5 separate regions of the Mus musculus genome follow, and regions 2, 3, 4 and 5 are each linked to region 1. A link is a contact called in public promoter capture Hi-C data. All regions are on one chromosome and are shown on one strand. The core of a region is the stretch at or near the end of the contact, and the rest is flanking DNA. Distances in the headings are between cores, read along the strand shown.

Region 1 (3,495 bases), core at 287-2,786:
TCTATTTGTAAACCAGGCTAGACTTGACTTCACAGAGACTCACCTTCCTCTGTCTCCCATGGGCTACTGTGTGCTAGCATTAAAGGTGTCTGGCCTGAGGCCCTTCCCACTCCCCACCACTCCTCTACTGAAGCCTTCAAGCTACCTTGATAAGGAAGACACCCAACAGGTTCCACAGGTCAGGGTAGGATGCAACTTTCCCGCAGGACCATTCTTGGGCAGACACCAAGAAGCCAGGTTGCTTGCCTAGGGATAAAAGGAGTCTGGAGGGTGTGTGCACCACTGCTCAATCCAGAACCTCTGCTAGAGGTGAAAGACGGCCAAATTCCAAATGTAGACACTAAAACTCCTTTGGAATTCACCACTACAACCCTACCTGTACACAGGCCAACAACACAACAGCAAACCTCCACCGTCAGCACTACAACAAAGGCCAGACTCTACACCGCACTCAGTATGTCCCAGGCATTGTACAAGGCATTTCACCTGTATTATTTCACAGTCCGTTTAGCCTTTCCATCAACACTCTGATGAGCGCCATTTATCCCTTTGTACAGAAGGAAAAGTCTCATCCTTAACAGGTTCAGTTTCCCAGACTAGGCCATCACATCTCCTCCTCTAGAGGAGCCCGTTGCCACGGTAACAAATGAGATGAGGCACGATCAATCACACACTGGCACACACTCACAAAGCCATTGTCATCTGATGGCTCACTGTATCTCTAGACTTTGATAAATAACTTCATCAGCCTCTCTCTCTCACACACACACAAACACACCCGCCAACACTCTCACACCAGCACAGCTAGTGACATAGAGATACTCAGAACTGTGTGCCCACACCCTTGGGCCCCTCTAGCCTGCGGTGGCCTCCTTTCCCACTAGGACCTGTACAGTCACCTGTCCCTGGGCCCCACAGGCCGAGTGCCCTCAGACTATGATAAACAGCTCCATCAGTCTATCACACTCACACACAAGTACAACCGAGATGCTCAGAACTCTGTTCCTACATCCACTAGCGGCCCCTTGTAGTGTCTTCCTTTACACAGGGCACACTGGTCACATCACGCAGTTGGTGGTATTCGCACCTGTTTCTTGGGGCTCACAGGCCTAGTCGGTCTCTCCCTCTCCCTTCCCCCCTCCCACTTCCCTTCTCCCGCGCCCCCCTTCCACTTCTCTTCTCTCGCGCACACACATATACACACGTGGAGTCTCCTGAAGGATTCTCATACTGTGTTCACCCCACAACAAACAATATACGCCAAGCATACACGAAGCTTCAGGCGTGCACCCGAATCAACTCAGATCACCAGAGCGACCCACGCAAACAGGTCTCTGTCTCTCTCTGTCTCTCTGTCACACACACACACACACACACACACACACACACACACACACACACACACACACGCTATCAATCATTCCCACTGAAGGAAGGCTCGCAGTCACCAGACCCCCTCACCTGTCTCCCTGCTGCGTCCTCCGTCTCACAGCTGCCACAGAACTGCTAGCAACAGAGCTCCCGCGCCTGCGCACTCGCCTCCCAGACCCCCAGGGATCCCTTCAGGGCCTCTCCCCGGTCCCCCCGCCCCTCCAGAAGGACGCAGGCCAGTGCGGCCCCGCCCCCAGGGCTTCCCCCGGAGCGCGGAGCCACGCCCCCTGACACGCAACTAGACGCTGCAGTCGCAGAACCCCGGAGACAGCGCGAGGCCACGCCCTCAATAATTTGGTTGGCTATTCTGCCGACCCGTGTGCGCCCTCCTACGCTAAGCGCTTTTCTAAGGGGTTCGGCCAAGCTCCCGTTAGAGTCCATTCAGCATGCGTCCTTTCCGGGATGCTTCTCCTAGCGTTCCACACCTCGGACTCACTGGGCTTCCACGCGCCTTACGCCGTGCGCAACCGCGAGCTTGTACCGCCAACCTCAGGCTTTGGCAAGAGACTAAGGATATCCACGCCCAAAAGGGTGTTTCCATCCTCGTTGTCGCCTGTCTGGAGACCTTGTGACCCTCAGAGGAGAGGACAGAGTTTCTTCTGTGGCTGTTTAGAAAGCCATGGGGGAAACGATGGGCACGTGAGAAGAGGAGCGTTCCACCTTGGAGTCTGATTGAAGACTCTCCACAGCACAATTCAACACTTATAAGGCCGTACTCCCTCCCAAACTATAAACCTGAAATTTTCTAGGAACTCAGTATAAATCTCACGTAAAGGGGAAAGGCCTGCCCTAAACCTCTTGAGCAACCCTAATGATTTCTGGTCCTACCTTATCAAATTATAACTCCATTCAAGCCACTTCCGGAGTCACTTTACATCTCACCAAGTAGAAAGAGAATAGGGGTAATACTTGAGGAAACCCTAGGCTCAGTGAAGGACAAGGAATGACTCTCGGGTCGCACAGCAATCACCAGGATAAGGGTAGACTAGACACCAGACCCTGTTATGGCATCCCTTAGCAAGAACACAGTCATTGGTGTGTGCACAAGTGAAATGCTGTCAGCTGCACAATTCAGTATACCCAACCTGCGTATAAATATAAGTGCCTAGAGAAAGGGAAGTGACTCATTTAGATCTTCAGTCAAGACAGTGATGAGCGTCAACTGTGACATCTGAATGGTCATGTGGGAAACAACGGCACTACTGAGCAAACACAGCATTTCATTTCACCGATGGGAAAACTGAGGTTCCAAGCACATTGGACCTTACCTGAGGCCCCAGAAATAGGAAGTAGGAGGGAAGCACAGAGGTTAAGTTCTACACATCATTTCTCTAAAGGGGAAACCAAGAGACTGAGAGAGCCCCAGTCCAAGAATGGGGGTACAGGGTGGGAGGCTCCAAAGAAGAAGTGTGACTCAGATTCTCACAAGTCTTTCAAAACCTCCATCTATCCAGGAGAAACTATGATGTTACTACCAAAAGAGGCAGGGAATTCGTTATCTTGGAGACCAGAAAGGGTGAGACTAAAGGTTGCATTCATTTCCCAGTGAATGAAAACTAAAATAAAATAAAAAGGGAAGAACATGACTGTTCCTAGGTATGGTAGATGAGAAGGTTTATTGTAGATAAAGGGACACATAGTCAGAGGCACGGATGTCTGAGAGAGTCCAAAGTGAACATGACCCTAAGCAATATGAGGAGAGGGAGGAGGGGAGAGAAGAGGGCTAGACCAAGAGGCCAGGAGGCTAAAGAGAGTAGGTGAAAGGACCAGGTAACCAAAATGATTGGATTGCATAGGGAAGGAGAGCTGGGGGAAGGGTGGCCCAGCCCCTGGGCTGGAGAAGTTTAGGGTAGAGGGCAGAGTATGCCTGCCAGGAGGGCCCTGTAATAGGTACAAACTGAGAAAGGCAGGTAGAACCTGGTGGCCAGGTCCCCTTTAATATCTTAAGTAGGCACTTTTGTCTGGGGCTTGAAACTTAACACCCAGGAGACCTCTTTGGACCTCAGGAACGTGCACGCCTTGCATGCTCAGACTAGCCTCTCCTGTCATACTTGCAACTGTCCA
Region 2 (3,495 bases), core at 529-3,028, 3.0 Mb after region 1:
CTTGCTATGTAGACCAGGCTGGCCTTGAGTTCACGGAGATCTGCGTGCCTCTGTCCCCTGAGTGCTGGGATTAAGGGAAAAATCTTTTTTTGAACTCTGAGTCCTTTCAGAATGAGGAAAGTCTGGCCTGGGAGTGCAGAACAGTGTTCCCAAAGCACCGGTAGAGGCAGGATTGGAAATTCGAGGCCTTCTTGGGGTCACAGAGAGAGTTCAAGACCACCAAGGGGTGGGGGTGGGGATGGGGGGAAAGGAAGTCAGTAGTGGTGAGGTTTTAAGTAGAGTATTTGACTAGCATGTGTGAGGTACTAGGTTCAACCCCTAATGGGTGGGACTGGGGCTAAGGGAATGAGACTCCTTAAAACTCCTTCAATCTGATGGAGCTCCAGGACACAGCTCTTCCTTGGCTCCAGGCAAGAACTCATGCAGGAGTTGCAATTCTCCCTGGGAACTAGAAGCCTCCAGGGCACTTGGGAGTTGAGACAGAAAGGCAGAAACCCCCAGCTCCCACCAGGATTGGTTTTTTTGGGAAGCCAGGCACCCCGCACTATAATAAGTGGGCAACAGATCGCCTGTAATCTCAGCATTTAGGAGGAAGAGGCAGACGGATCTCTACAAGTTCAGGGCCAGCCAGGTCTACATAGCGAGTTCCAGGACTACAAAGGCTATATACATAAAGCCTGTCTTTAAAATTTTTTAAACAAAAACAAAAATGGCGGGTTAGTGTCCAGCATAAATCCTTCTGTCAGGGAGAAAAGTTAGGAAAGGAGGAATAGAAAGAAAGGAAGACCTTAGGAGAGGTAACGGAACTAGTGATAGAGGCCTCCAGCATCGTTTGAAGTCATTGCTCAGGAATGCTCAGCTAAAGACATAAGCAGGGTGAGGAAACGCCCCTAGAGTTTCCTCCTAGGTCTAGTTCCACTCTCAGGGCCACACCCAGCACCCCTGCTACCATCCCCAATGCCACACTCCTGAGGTCATCCATCACTCCACAGACAGGGCACATGCTGGGCACAGCCCTGAACAGACTCCAGGCCACGCCTCACACCAGTGGTGGGCTCAGCCGTAAGCCTTCAAAGATTCCTACCTCCCTCCCCCCAGCCCCCCCCCCATACTCTAGTGCGGGTGCAGGCCTCTGGGAGGGTCAGAACAAGGACTTTCCCCTCCTGAGTCCCTCCAGGTATAAGCACCAGGTATAAGCATCCAGGAGTTCCATCTTCTCGGATTCAGGGATCTATACTCAATCTTTCCGAGTCTTCAAACCAAGAGTCGAGATCCCAGCCCCTCCCTTCTTCCGTCCCAATTCAAACTCCAGTACCTTCTCCCTCAGAACAAATTCAGACCCCCAACTTCCTCCAGATTAAGGTCTGAATCCTGCCCTCCTCCCTGAGACCCATCTTAAATACAGATCCCAAACCTTTTTGGTCAGACCTAGGAGTCTAGATCCCATCCTACCGCTCTCAGCCTCAAGGGTCCAAGTACCACCGTCCTTCCTCATACCCACGTGCCCACTCCCCAGTCCCTCTTCTTTCCCATGTATGACCTGTATGAGCTCAGATGTTCAGCCTTTCATCCAGAGCTTGAGTCCTGGTCCAACTGCAGTGTTTCTAGGGATCCAGACACCTGAATCCGTGCCCACTCCTCTTTCTAGAACCAAGGATCCTGGACCACAACTCCTTCCCTTTGGGGGTCCCTGCAGCTTTACCTCTCCAGGCAGTGGCGACTGTAGCACAAACAAGGACGACAGCTGCAGACCAAAAGGGTCTTAGGACTGGGTGGAGTTGGCCAGCTGAGGAGCGCGCGAGGGAGGGGTTGTGGGCGGGGTTTGGGCCTGGCTAGGGCGGTGAAAAGGGACTTTCCCTTCATTCAGGCTATCCCTGGTAGGCCCCGAAGGCGGGGCTAATGCCACACCACGCCCCCAGAAGGCTAGCGTCCTGGATCTCCCGCCCTACCAGTGAGGGGGTGCAGAGCTGAGGTCACCGTAGCCGTGGAGACAAAACAGGAAGACACAGCAGCTGGAGGGGTGGGGTCTCCTGGGGGCTATCCTCCCTGTCATAGCTCTAGAAAGAAATCTTCAGGGTAGACCGGAGAATGCTGTTGCCATAGAAACGTACTTGTTTATGATTTGTTTCAGATAGAGTCGTCGCCCCCCCCCCACTAAGCCGGGTCCCCACGCCTAGTCTCACCTCTCATTCAGTTCTCCCGCTCTCCGCCCCACGCCTCTGTCTATCAGTTCCCCCACGATACCCAGAAAAAGGAAATCTTACACATCCAGGTCCCAGCAGTTTGAGGGTCAGCTAGACCTCTGTTTAACGGAGTCTTGTCTACCTGAAGCAGAATTTAGGGTGCCAGGCCTTGAGCTTAAGCTACCTTGACTAGTGAGGGCCCACCCCCAAAAAACAAAGACTAGATTCCTTCGTTTAGGGGTCTGCATAGAGAGTGGGCCATATCTCCAATTACACTGTAATCATGGCCTGAGGACCCTTGGGCCAAGTCTCAGAAGATCACAGCCAGGAGACGCGAAAGGATGATGGATAGTAGCTAAATTCCTGGAAATTTGGAGGGAGGGTACCAGATTTCTGAGCGTTCAGTTTTCAAAACATATGTGGTTGGTTGGTTGGTTGCCTGAGTCTAGAAGGGCACGCTATTTTTGGCCTGAATTCCTGCCTTCAGGACAAAGGGAGAGACTCAGAATCTTTATGAGGACAGGGCTAGGGCCCGGAGCTCTGGATTCTAGGTTCTATCATATGGGAAGGATTCCTCGGGCCCTATAGTACCGGGAGGAGAGGGGCAAAAGCAGGAAAGAGATGCAGGATTGGGAAAAAAAAAAAAAAAAAAAGTCGGATTTAAGGGCCTGAAAGAACTCGACTGAGCCAGATGGGAAAAGAAGCTGAAGGTCGCGATGCTGGAGGGACCTTTAGGTCTCTCCTAAAGGTCCCAATGCTGGCCCCCTGGGCAGGGCGGAGACCCAGGACACCTGGTTCCCTCCCTCCTGGCTGCACTCACTCACCCCGCTCTGCAGCGGTCCCGGGCGCGGCCTTGCTCTGCTGCTGCTGGGCGGGGCCTAGTGGCGGCTGCGGCTGCTTGTCTCTTCCCGGCGGCTGCTTCTGGTTACCTTCCAGGAAGACTGGAGAGGTTTATAGTCCTAGCCCTAGAGAGGAAGCTAGGAGCTTCGCGAAGGGGGTGGGAGGTGGGGGTTCGAAGGGGTCCAAGAGCTCACTACAGCCAGCTTCGTGTCCTACAGAGGAGGGAGGAGCTGGAGAGGGGACCTGGACGCTTGCTTCTTGCTTCGTGCTTTGCAGAAGTGGGGGTGGGGAACAAGGTAGGGATGGGTAGGCGAAGAGCTGTGTGCTCACTTTGCCTGTCTGGGAAGAGACCCAGAAACAGACCCTCTTTGTCATTTTATGCCTTGCAAAAGGGAGGGTTTTAGTTTAGTTTAAACACACACAGACATTTACTACACATTTACTTTATGTGTGAGAGTGCAAATGTTGAAGT
Region 3 (3,495 bases), core at 710-3,209, 2.7 Mb after region 1:
ACAACCAGTAGGGCCCTTTGGTGGGTCCTCAGCACTCAACCATCCCCACTTAACCTGGGTCAGTGTAAATCCTGAGAGTGGAGAATAGCATAGAGGTTGGAGACAAGCACTCAGGAACACATGAGGTCCAAAGACTGGTCACGATAGATAGCCTTTAGATTAGCCCATGTGGGCTATAGCCATGAAAGGAATGTATCAGGTTAGTGTTGCTGATACAAGTTAATAACCACATGTTAATTTCACATCTTAAACTACACATGTTAAGGGGCTAGAGATGGCTCAGCAATTAAGAACACTTGCTGCTTTGCAGAGTTTGGCTCCTAGCACCTTTTGACTCCAGTTCCACAGCATCCAACAAACGTATCTGGCTTTTGTGAGCACTCCCACATATGTGGATACAGAAACACAGATAACATAGTGTGTAAAAGCTGAGGGGGCTGGGAGATGGCTCTTCAGGTAAGGAGAGTACTTTCTAGTCGTCCAGAAGACTTGAGTTCAATCCGCAGCAGCCATGTCAGGCAGCTCATAAATGCCTAATATCTCCCACTCCAAAGGAAAAAGAACCTACGTCCTCTTCTTGCCTCCAGAGGCGCACACACATTTTTAAGAAAAGATACGTGCCGGGCAGTGGTGGCGCATGCCTTTAATCCCAGCACTTGGAAGGCAGAGGTGGATTTCTGAGTTCGAGGCCATCCTGGGCTACAGAGTGAGTTCCAGGACAGCCAGGGCTACACAGAGAAACCCTGTCTCGAAAAACCAAATAATAATAATAATAATTAAAATAAAATAAAATAAAGATATGCAGGGATGGTGGCTCAGGCGTGTGATATCAACACATAAGAACCCAAGGCAGACTGCTGTGAGTTTGAGGCCCACTTGAGCTAAGTGATTTGTATCCTCTATAAAAAAGAAAACTGAAAAGATTCAGAAGAAGTCAGTTCAAGGAAGTTTTTAACCTTAGTGTGGTGAGAGAGCTCAATAGTTAAAATTACCTGCTCACTGGAACTCAGAATGAGCACTGACTCCAGTAAGTTGTCCTCCGACCCCCCAAACCCAACTGGTAGCCAACACACACACACACACACACACACACACACACACACACCTTAAAAAATGTAATTTTAACTTTAAGAACGAACCAAGTATACATTAAATCACTATTTCAACATATAATCAATTAAAACCACATACATTAGAGCATTCTAGGTCTTTGAAAGTCAGGGTGGTAGATAGCTGGTGGTGGGTTTTAGAACTTCTCTGTCACACTCCAGGCCAGCAATACTGACAATTTTGGTACTGTGATGGCTGCCAAATCCAAGGCCTCACCCCAGACTTTCAGAATGAAAATTTAACAGGTCACCTCCATCTCCCGGGCTTCAATGCATCAGAACTGTGAGTAACCCTGTCCCACTGCAAGGTGGGAGGCTTGCTGAGAGATTTGCATAAGTCAGACTTCGCCGAGGAGTTCTGCCTACAGAGTCAAACTGAGTTGAATGTGCACCTCTTGTGTGTGGTGAGGGAAGAGCGACAGTAATGTCAGGATATGGCTGGCAAGGGGATGCGAGATGAAACTGTGCCGTGGAATGCTGATGACTTCCGGGTGGAGGATGCACTTTCGCGCCGGGGAAGGGGGCACTCACCGAGGCCCCAGACAGAGAAGGACACCACCAGCACCGGCTCCTTCGCCCAGGCATTCTTGAGGAAGGCAGAGATTCCTAGAGAGGTGAGAAGACAGTCACCCTTGGGGACTACTGCGGTGACCTCTAACACTCTCGTATCACCCCTGCTCTGCACCCTCGTGACTGCCGCGCCCCTATTCTGGGACGGATTACCGGTCCCCAAGGCTCCACTGAGACTCAGCCACGGATCAGCCCACAGTTTCCTGGAACTACTTGATCCCCGCGAGCTCCAAACCTGTACTTACTCCCGGCCATCTTGTTCTTGGCGGCGACAAGGAGCGGAGCTCTCTGGGAGTTGTGGTCCTTCTCCTTGCGTGAGGCCCCGCCCCTTGGGCGAGGACGTGGACCCTTTCGGGAGTTGTAGTTCTGGAGTGAGGCTTAAGAGGACTGAAAGATTTAAACCACCTTGAACACCTGCTGGCCTCACCATTTTCTTATAGTTTATAACTCAGCAAATGCATCGGAGAAGTAACATAACGTTCTCCTGTAATAAAGTCAGCTTTGGGCTGGAGAGATGGCTCAGAGCTCTGTCTGCTCTTCCAAAGGTTTAATTTCCAGTAACCACATGGTGACTGACAACCATCTGCAATGGGATCTGACGCCCTCTTCTGGTGTGTCTGAAGACTGCAACAGTGTACTCATAAATAAACCTTAAAAAAAAAAAAGTCAGCTTTACATTGAGATCACATCTAGACATAAGCTCATTCTGGAAATTCTAAATTAATCCCAAATATATTAAGGACTGCCTGTGCTTTGTGTTACTAGCATGCAGATCATGGCTTTTCCCTCCATCTGCCCCTTAGTGCTGAAAACTGAAACCAGGACAGGCTAGGCTACCCATCTCCGATTGAGCCACTCCTCCGTCCACTTGCTGATAGATTCTACTATCCCAGGTCCCTGCTGGTGGATTTTAGGCATATCTTTTATTGTTGAGCCACATTTTTCAGCCCTTTCATTACTTTTTATTTTGAGACAGGGCATTAAATGGCTCAAGTTGGCCCTGCAATCTTTGAACTTGACAGCCTCCTGCCTTGGTTTCTCAAGCTGGTGAGATTACAAGCCTGAGCCTCTAAGATAATGCACATCACTTAAAAAAATTAACATATCTGGACTGGACAGTGAGAGCAGTAATGGAGTCTGAGCCTTCTCTTGTTACCGGCATAGTACATATTGTACAGCAAGCTTCTTTTTCCCTTTCTACCTTTTTGTTTTGTTTTTTTTGTTGTTGTTGTTGTTTTTTTCCTCTTTTCCATTTTTCTTCCTCCCACCTGCCCCTTTCCTTTCTCTCCTCAGTGCTGAGGCTACTCTGGGCAAGTGGTCTTCTACTTAGCGACAACGTCCTCAGCCCTCCTCCCCAACTTTTAAGTTAAATTAAAGAACACCAGAGGCTATGACTGTTCCATCTTGCAACTTTTTCCAAGACAATGAAACTATGACACAGTTACCCAGGAGCCTCCACCTGACTCCTCTGTTCCCTAAACAGGACTCTCACATGGCTTTCTGGTGTTGCTTCATTTCCTCAGAGTGAAAAAGGCAGGGTCAACCTTTTCCTCAGCTCCACGGAGAGTGCCCACCATGGTCCTGTCGCTGATACTCCAGCTGTCGACTCTCTGTGAGCTGTCCCTCCCCTGTGTGTGGATCCTTGGCTGGGCTGAGGGCTATATCTGTTCATATGGAATTCAACATCCAATTTAGAAAAAGGAATCAGGACTGGTACCCAGATACCTGAGTCCTAAACGGGGGAAGACAGATTGCTGGGTCGGGGGTGAGCATAGGTTTCTCTGGATCTCCAGGCAGAGGAGAGTAAGGGATATCT
Region 4 (3,495 bases), core at 649-3,148, 2.6 Mb after region 1:
TCCCAGGCCTTCCCACTATCAGGGCCTTTCGTTTCTTACCAAGCCATGGTTGCGGGGGTCCGGGCGCGGGGCGCTGACTAGGGTCACCGCGCCTATCTCGGCCAGGAGCCGGGCTTCTTCAGGCAGCAGCAGAAGCGGAAGGCCCAGGCGCGAGTTCTGGCGGGGCCCGCGGGGCAGGGCGCCCACCGTGCGTCCCCCGACTCCCAGACGCTCCCGCAGCGCCTGCACGGCCTCGGCTCCCCACACCAGCGAGCGGCCATTTGCGACCTCCACCACCAGCATCTTCCTGCGGAGTGGGGGTGCGTCGCGGTCACCCAAACAGCCCCACCGACCCGACTGAAGTCTTCCACGCCCTCAGCGCAAGACCCCGCCCCTCACCCCCCAAGGGGCGGGGCTGGGGTTGCCACCTGCCCCCCCCCGCCCCCCAGCCAAGATCTACCCAGGGACCAGTTAAGACCACGCCCCTCACCCAGGTCCCACCGTTCCGCTCCCCCTCAGCTCCAGGTGACCATCTTCTCTGCCAAAGCGTACCACCATCTCTCGTCCCCTCAGAGAGACCTCCCGCCATAGTGGTGCACCGCCCTTTTTGCAAAGTGGGTGTCTTCTTATGCGTCCGTCAAATCTCAGAACCTCAATGTAGGGTGGTTTGCTCAAGCCACACCCTCTTCTAAATACTTGGAGCCCAGCCCCTCCCCTTTCGAAGTGCCCAGATTCGCCTTTCCCGCCTATTCTGAGTCGGACTTTAAAAGAAACCCAGTCCTGTCTTGCGCCAGCTGTTCGATGTTCCAGCATCCTAAATTCGGCTCAATCGGGAGTCCTGCCTACCCGAACGCAAGCGTTTCAGCCTTCGGAAGATCTCGACTCTATTCCCGAACGCATGCGGGAGATCTCGGCTCAGTAGAATCAGCCACCCCCTCTAAGTTGCAAAAGGTTCAGCATTCGACCCTAGCCAGATCCCATCGTTCTTCCAGCTGTGGCCCCGCCCACTTCCTACCCAATTTAAGGAGTTCACAATTACGATTGAATCCACAGTCGCACTCGAGGTGCAGTGTGCGTCGTGGCTCCCTTTCAATCTGTCGTACTGTCCTCAGGCAGAGGCAATAAGTCAACCCCTAGCCAACACCAACTCTCGGCTAAGGCGGAGCTGGCCCTACGTAGCGCGTCCTCCGTCATCCCGTCAGGTCAGCAAAGCGGAAAAGCCAAGAAAGCCCTCACTGCCACTCCGGTCTGCACAAATGGGACCTTGAGGGTCATTGCTCTGGCCTCGCCCCCAAATCCACCAGTCATGTCGGCCCCGCCCCTTCGCCGTTTTCCGGTCTTCTGTGGCTCCGCCTTCCTCCCTCAAGACTATTAGCTCAGCCTGTTAAGTCTACTGATTATTTCCAAAGTTAGGCCAAAACGGCTGCCCTCAATATCATTTGACCGTGACCTGAAAAAGCATTCAGCTATCTGAAGTAAGTCCAAATATGCGATCCCGCCCACACCCCGTGGTTCTTTGACTCTCGGACCCCGGCTGATTCCGACTATCTCCGAAGTAAGCCGAAGCATGCGGTCCCGCCTACTTCGTTCTGCGTTCTTGAGCCCGCCTAACACTACACAACGACTTTTGGACCCGATTATTTCCGAATCAAGCCGAAGTGTGTGGTCCCGCCTACATCCGGCCGAGTTTGTAAACGCATCTAATTCCGAGCCGTGACTTTGGAATTCGGCTATCCCCGAAGTAAGCCGAAGCTGTGGCACTCCATGCCGAGGGCTTGAATGACCGAGTGTGCCCGAAGGAATCCGAAGCTGAAAGTCTGTCTCTGAGCTCCAGGTCCCTCCTCCTCAAGTCTCAACGGGACTCGAAGATCTTGGCCCCGCCTCTCTGACCCGAAACCCCGCCCCTTCACGTACTGGCAGCTCTTTGCCCGGGGACCTCCTAGAAAGATCGCGACAGGCATCTTGCGGCAGACTGGTGTTCTGGGTACCTTTCTTGCGGTGCTGTAACTCGTACAGCCGCGGCTCTCGGGGCCTGGACCGCGCAGCCCTGCCGGCGCCCTCCAGAACGGGCAGTGCGGGGGCGTGCTGAGCTGGGGAGGCGTGGCGCGAGCCGAGGCGGCCTCGAAAAGGAGCTCCGCAGTCTTCTGGCCCACGGACGGTTCAGGTGGGCCCAGGTTGGGTTGCATGGCGGCGTCACGAAGATCGTAGGGTGGCGGGGTGCGGGGACAGCGCCCAGAGCGTGGCCGGGCTGGGTGGCGTAACCGCCTGTGGATCTGCCGAGGCAGAATCGGATACACGCTGGCCTTCGCTGCGCGGGGCTGGGCTACGAAAGGTGCTTGCAGATCGTACAGGGTCATTGCCTTCTCTCCGAGGTACGGGTTAAAGAGGAGCCCAGAGCTCAGAGCTTAGAAAACAGGATGCTAAATGCTGGGCTTCTCCGAGCTGGGCGGGAGTGGGAGTACTGGGTCCTGTAAGACGCAGAGGAAATTGGGGACCCAGAAGGGCTCCAATGTACTCAGGAGGGTGAGGATGATACAGATTCCTGGGCTCTCAGAGAAGAGGGGTGTTGTGAAGGATTGTTTTTCTGGCCGGAAGGTGTGGGTCATAAATGGAAGTAGAAGTACTTTTGATTTCAACATTGGCAAAGGGGTGGGGTGGGGGCTTAATTCTTGGGTCCTGGAAGGAGGAGTGAGCTGGAGGCCTGGGTTCTCAAAGGGGATTCTACTGTCTTCAAAAGAGGAAGGGACTGGAATACTGGTTCTCACTGTGAGTCCTTCCTCCCCCAGACCATGACACCCGAAGAATGGACATATCTAATGGTCCTTCTTATCTCCATCCCTGTTGGCTTCCTCTTTAAGAAAGCTGGTGAGTCAGGTTCCTTGTCTAGTGGAAAATTAGGGTGAGGGAGCTGGGGTGGGGAATCACCCCTCCCGAAGGTTCTAGGCTTATACTTTACCTTTTCCTTTCAGGACCTGGGCTGAAGAGATGGGGGGCAGCAGCTGTGGGCCTGGGGCTCACCTTATTCACCTGTGGCCCCCACAGTTTGCATTCTCTGATCACCATCTTGGGAACCTGGGCCCTCATTCAGGCCCAGCCCTGGTGAGAACTAGGTGGTGAGAAAGGAAGAAGGATGCAGAGAAGCAGCAGTCTGTTTCCTCTTCGAGTCTTCTATTTCTTCTCCTTTAATCTTACTGTGTGTCGCTATGCCTTGGCCATCTTTCTTCCCACCTTGTGTCTTTGCCCCAGTCCTCAGTATCCATGTGGCAGACTGACTTCCATAGTCCAGTCAGGCTGAGCTCTGGCTGAAGTGCCTTCCTTCTTCCAGAAGCTTCTCTTAATGCCGGTCATTCTTTTCTTATCTCTGGCTGTGCCTCTTCTGTCTCTGTTACTCACCAGTCTTCTCACCTCTTCTTCTCTGTCTGAATGTGGGCAGGGGCGGGGGTGGGTATCTCAGGAGAAGGAAACAGAGGCTAAGGTCCCTGTACCCAACATTATGACTTCCCACCTCTGTCCTAG
Region 5 (3,495 bases), core at 724-3,223, 2.1 Mb after region 1:
TTGACCCCCCCCAAAGGGGTGTTGACCCACAAATTGAGCACCACAGCTCTTGGATGATCTCTGAGGGTCATTGTAGTTGGCAGAATGAATTGAATCAATGACATCCTCACACTAGCCTCTGAGCCCCTGCCTGGGTTACCTCACCACACGGACAGGAGTTGTGTGTGTTCATTGCCCCCTTGACCTGTCACATATGTCATATCTGTCACATGTTACAAACATCATAATTACATTATATATATTAACTATATATTTATTGCAATGTCAGTGACGTGTAAAAACATGCACACCCAGAATAGGTAGCTCAATAAAAGCTAATAAAAGTCATAAATAGCGAGGCGTGATGACACACCTTTAACCCTGGCACCCTGGAGAATAGAGGCAATCAGATGTCTGTGACTTTGAGAATAAAATGATTGACATAGCAAGTTCCAGGCCAGCCAGAGCTACATAGTGAGACATTGTCACCTCAGCTATCCAGGACACTGAAGTGAAAGGAAGTGAACTCAAGCTCAGCCTGAGCTAATTAATGAGAGACCCTGTCTGAAGAGCAGGGTACCAGGTAGAGGATAATCTCGACACTGTGCACACAGTGTGCCTACAGGAGGGAGTGGTTTATAGCTCAGTTGTCCAGGGCTTAACTAGCAGGCAAGTGGCCCTAGGTTCAATCCCTGCTATCACCAACAAAACAATTCATCAACAGCAACATGTATGTGTGTGTATGTGTTTGTGTGTGTGTGTCGTGGGGGGGGGGGTGTCACAAATGAGATGAGACATAGTAGCTGTCTTTATCAGTATGGGTTATTTAATTTAACCTCCAGTTCTATCCATTTTCTCAAAAATGACATAATTATGCTTTTCTTCAAGGCTGTCCAAAACCCCTTTGGGAACATACACCACGATTTCTTTATCCAATCATCTATCCGTTGATGGGTGTCTAGACTAATCCAGTAACCTGGCTCCTCTGTAAAAACTGCAAACACATGGGCCCGCAGGTATGTGTCATTCTGACTTAGATTTCTCCTAGTGGCTTTCAAGCTGACCTCTCAGTGTCTACCAAAGTCATTTCTTTTCTACTTGCTTCCCTGTGTGTTTGTGTTCCACGTGGCCTCTGTCCAAAGTCCCTGCAGTGCTTTCTGCAGACCTCCTAGACAAAATATCTCTATTAAACACTGTGGACTTCTCCCTGTACTAAAGGTCTATCCTACCATGCCTCTGCTGTTCTCTGACAGTGCTCCCTCCTCCCTGGCTCTACAGGCTCCCAGTATAGACCTCAGTGTGCAACCCAAAGGTGCTTGCTTATTAGATCTGTAACTGGGTCTCCCTCTGAGCCTTCCCTCTTTCTGTGCATTTTGCCCTAAGCCACACGACACCCGGGAACAGCACACATACCTCACACCCCCCAAACACCCTCACTCCAGCCGTGCTCCATCAGCTTTTGAAGGATGTTGTGAACACCAGTGTGTAGTCTTCACCACAGACAGGGAATCAGAGTGAAGACCCTTCTCTGGCAGATGGCTGCAAATAGGAGCATCCTGGGGAACGCTCCAGGGCAATTGCACAGCACTTCTTTCTCCTACTGGGACTTTAATTCTCTCTTATCTTTTTTCCTCTCCTCCCATATCTCTCTCTCTCTCTCACTCACACACACTTCACCCCACATTCTCTCTCTCTCTCTCTCTCTCTCTCTCTCTCACACACACACACACACACACACACACACACACACACCCCACACTCTCCTTCTTTCCTCTCTTCCTATCTTTTTTCTCAACTCGCCCTCCCTTCCTGCCCCCCCCCCCCCAGCCCCCACCCCATGCCACTCCCCTAACAGCTGCAGTCTGGAAGAAATTACTCTTCTAAACAGCCAGACTTCACTGGTTTCAGGACATTCCAGGCTGGGCCGGGGAGGGGTTGGGCTGGGGGCGTGCCCGTCCATCCCCCTAGCTCTACCCCCGCTTCCACTACGCTCAGTCCTGGTTTCCTCCTGTCCCTACAATCCCTTCAAAGGGCCTTTAGCTTTTCTACCATCAAGGCTTTCTAGTCCTTTAAATCCTAGAGGCAAACTTTTAGGGACTAAGGAAGGCTGGGAGGGGCCTATGGCTTAACCCTCTCAACCCGGGACAAGAGACCAGCTTGGCTGACTGGGCGTTGACTCGGTGCTTGGTTGGTAGGCTGCCATGGCCCCCGAGAGGGGCTGAAGCTTATTCCTGGTGCAGGTAAGAAGGAACTTCCGGGGGTTGCCAGATTCTGGGGGCTAGTCTCTTGGGTCTGAGGGAGGAGGGCAAACGAAAGAGAATTCCTGGACCCCTGGAATGTGAGAGAGGAAAGCAGGGGAACTCCCAGCCCGTGAAACCAGAGAGCTAGGAGGTGGGGCTGCTGAGACCCAAGGGTGCAGGACCCAGCCTGAGGCGGTGGCACTCAGACCGCCGCATGCCTAGGTCCTGGAGCCCCTACCAGGTAGGACGTGACACTTACTTTATTTGCCAGGTGAGATCTCTCCTGCAGAAAGAAGGAAAAAGGCGCCAGAGAGGCCAGGAGGGACCCCAGCTTAAGTCGGATCTCAATTAAGTCTGGACCACGAGGTGAGAAGGTTGTAGTGGGCAGGGGTCTTCAACCGGGGGCGTGGGAGGAAGACAGACTAGTTAGCAAACAGACCAGGGACTTCGACGTACCCGATGCAGCCCGGTGGCTTTAGGAAAAGAATTGCCAATGCTGAGATCCCAGGGGTCTCCAGGTGGGGTCCCTTGCCAGGTCTGGGCTCCACCCTCCTCCAGCCTGAGAACCAGTCCAGCCAGCTCTGGAGCGGGTTATTATTTTCTTGCTGGCAGGGCTGGGGCTGAGAGAGGACAGAGGTGAGCCAGCTGTGCCCCACCCCCACCCCCACCCCCATCCCTGCAGCTGGAGCCACGCGGTACTTAGGCAGGAAAAAGAGGGTGGAAGAGGCCAGAGAGGATGTGCTTATCTGAGCATGTGTCTGTCAGGGCGGGCTGGGTTGCCTGCTTTCTTCCAGTCTACTTTGCATTGATCCCTAACAACAGCCCCTCTGTAAGAGCCTAGGCTGATGACGAACTTTTCCCAAGAATGACCACATTGCCTTGTGTTTAACAGGCCTGCAGCACGCATATTTGAGCTTAGAGCTGAGTGTGCAAAAGGACACCTAGGTTGCAGGGGGATGTGACTCGCTGAAGGTCTCAGAGCAAGCCAAGGCTACAGGGGCATTAAAATCTCCATGTTGCATGTGTTAGAGCAGGCATGTAGTGTGTTGCATTCGAGTATGTTAGGGTAACCCCCTAGATTATTCTCCACTTTATTCTTGAAATGAGAGAGGTCTCTTATTCAAAGGAATAAGCCCCAGCTGTCTTCTTGCCCCTGCCCTCTTCCGTGCTGGGCTTAGAGGGTTTTTGAATGGGTGCTGGGGATTTGAACTCAGGTTCTTGTGATTGTGCAGCGAGTACCCTCGTCCCCCTCTAAACAGTTAACCATCATTCCAGT

The links. Promoter capture Hi-C pulls out the DNA fragments that hold promoters and counts their contacts. Capture Hi-C pulls out chosen DNA fragments and counts their contacts.
Region 2: a contact with region 1 is called in a promoter capture Hi-C map of liver, with 4 times the contacts expected there. The contact joins the promoter of Myadm here to the promoter of Zfp667 in region 1. A contact is called at or near these places in 3 of 39 promoter capture datasets (cranial neural crest, hippocampal neurons and pre-B cells), 1 of 484 Hi-C or Micro-C datasets (cardiomyocytes), 1 of 115 datasets of contacts at active chromatin or transcription factors (astrocytes) and 2 of 9 other capture datasets (adipose tissue and liver).
Region 3: a promoter capture Hi-C map of pre-B cells shows a contact between it and region 1, with 5 times the contacts expected there. The contact joins the promoter of Ndufa3 here to the promoter of Zfp667 in region 1. A contact is called at or near these places in 7 of 39 promoter capture datasets (cranial neural crest, erythroid cells, frontonasal cranial neural crest and 4 more), 4 of 484 Hi-C or Micro-C datasets (B cells, CD4 T cells, CD8 T cells and 1 more), 1 of 115 datasets of contacts at active chromatin or transcription factors (astrocytes) and 1 of 9 other capture datasets (adipose tissue).
Region 4: a promoter capture Hi-C map of adipose tissue shows a contact between it and region 1, with 2.3 times the contacts expected there. The contact joins the promoter of Mboat7 here to the promoter of Zfp667 in region 1. A contact is called at or near these places in 3 of 39 promoter capture datasets (hippocampal neurons, liver and pre-B cells), 3 of 484 Hi-C or Micro-C datasets (B cells, CD4 T cells and uterus), 1 of 115 datasets of contacts at active chromatin or transcription factors (astrocytes) and 1 of 9 other capture datasets (adipose tissue).
Region 5: a contact with region 1 is called in a promoter capture Hi-C map of cranial neural crest. The contact joins the promoter of Cdc42ep5 here to the promoter of Zfp667 in region 1. A contact is called at or near these places in 3 of 39 promoter capture datasets (cranial neural crest, hippocampal neurons and liver) and 2 of 484 Hi-C or Micro-C datasets (CD4 T cells and CD8 T cells).

Annotation. Positions count from the first base shown.
Region 1 is chr7:6,284,621-6,288,115 of GRCm38.p6, reverse strand. Zfp667 (zinc finger protein 667) reads right to left here and starts at 1,536. Exons shown (of 5, transcript NM_001024928.2): 1 at 1,462-1,536.
Region 2 is chr7:3,288,838-3,292,332 of GRCm38.p6, reverse strand. Myadm (myeloid-associated differentiation marker) reads right to left here and starts at 1,778. Exons shown (of 3, transcript NM_016969.2): 1 at 1,703-1,778.
Region 3 is chr7:3,615,837-3,619,331 of GRCm38.p6, reverse strand. Ndufa3 (NADH:ubiquinone oxidoreductase subunit A3) reads right to left here and starts at 1,959. Exons shown (of 4, transcript NM_025348.3): 1 at 1,925-1,959; 2 at 1,641-1,715. The coding sequence starts at 1,934. It overlaps Oscar (osteoclast associated receptor), which reads left to right and starts at 3,175. Exons shown (of 5, transcript NM_001290377.1): 1 at 3,175-3,291. The coding sequence starts at 3,255.
Region 4 is chr7:3,691,389-3,694,883 of GRCm38.p6, reverse strand. Mboat7 (membrane bound O-acyltransferase domain containing 7) reads left to right here and starts at 1,898. Exons shown (of 8, transcript NM_029934.4): 1 at 1,898-2,143; 2 at 2,766-2,844; 3 at 2,949-3,078. The coding sequence starts at 2,769. It overlaps Tsen34 (tRNA splicing endonuclease subunit 34), which reads right to left and starts at 1,274. Exons shown (of 5, transcript NM_001164204.1): 1 at 995-1,274; 2 at 40-286. The coding sequence starts at 282.
Region 5 is chr7:4,163,183-4,166,677 of GRCm38.p6, reverse strand. Cdc42ep5 (CDC42 effector protein (Rho GTPase binding) 5) reads left to right here and starts at 1,973. Exons shown (of 3, transcript NM_021454.4): 1 at 1,973-2,219; 2 at 2,491-2,585.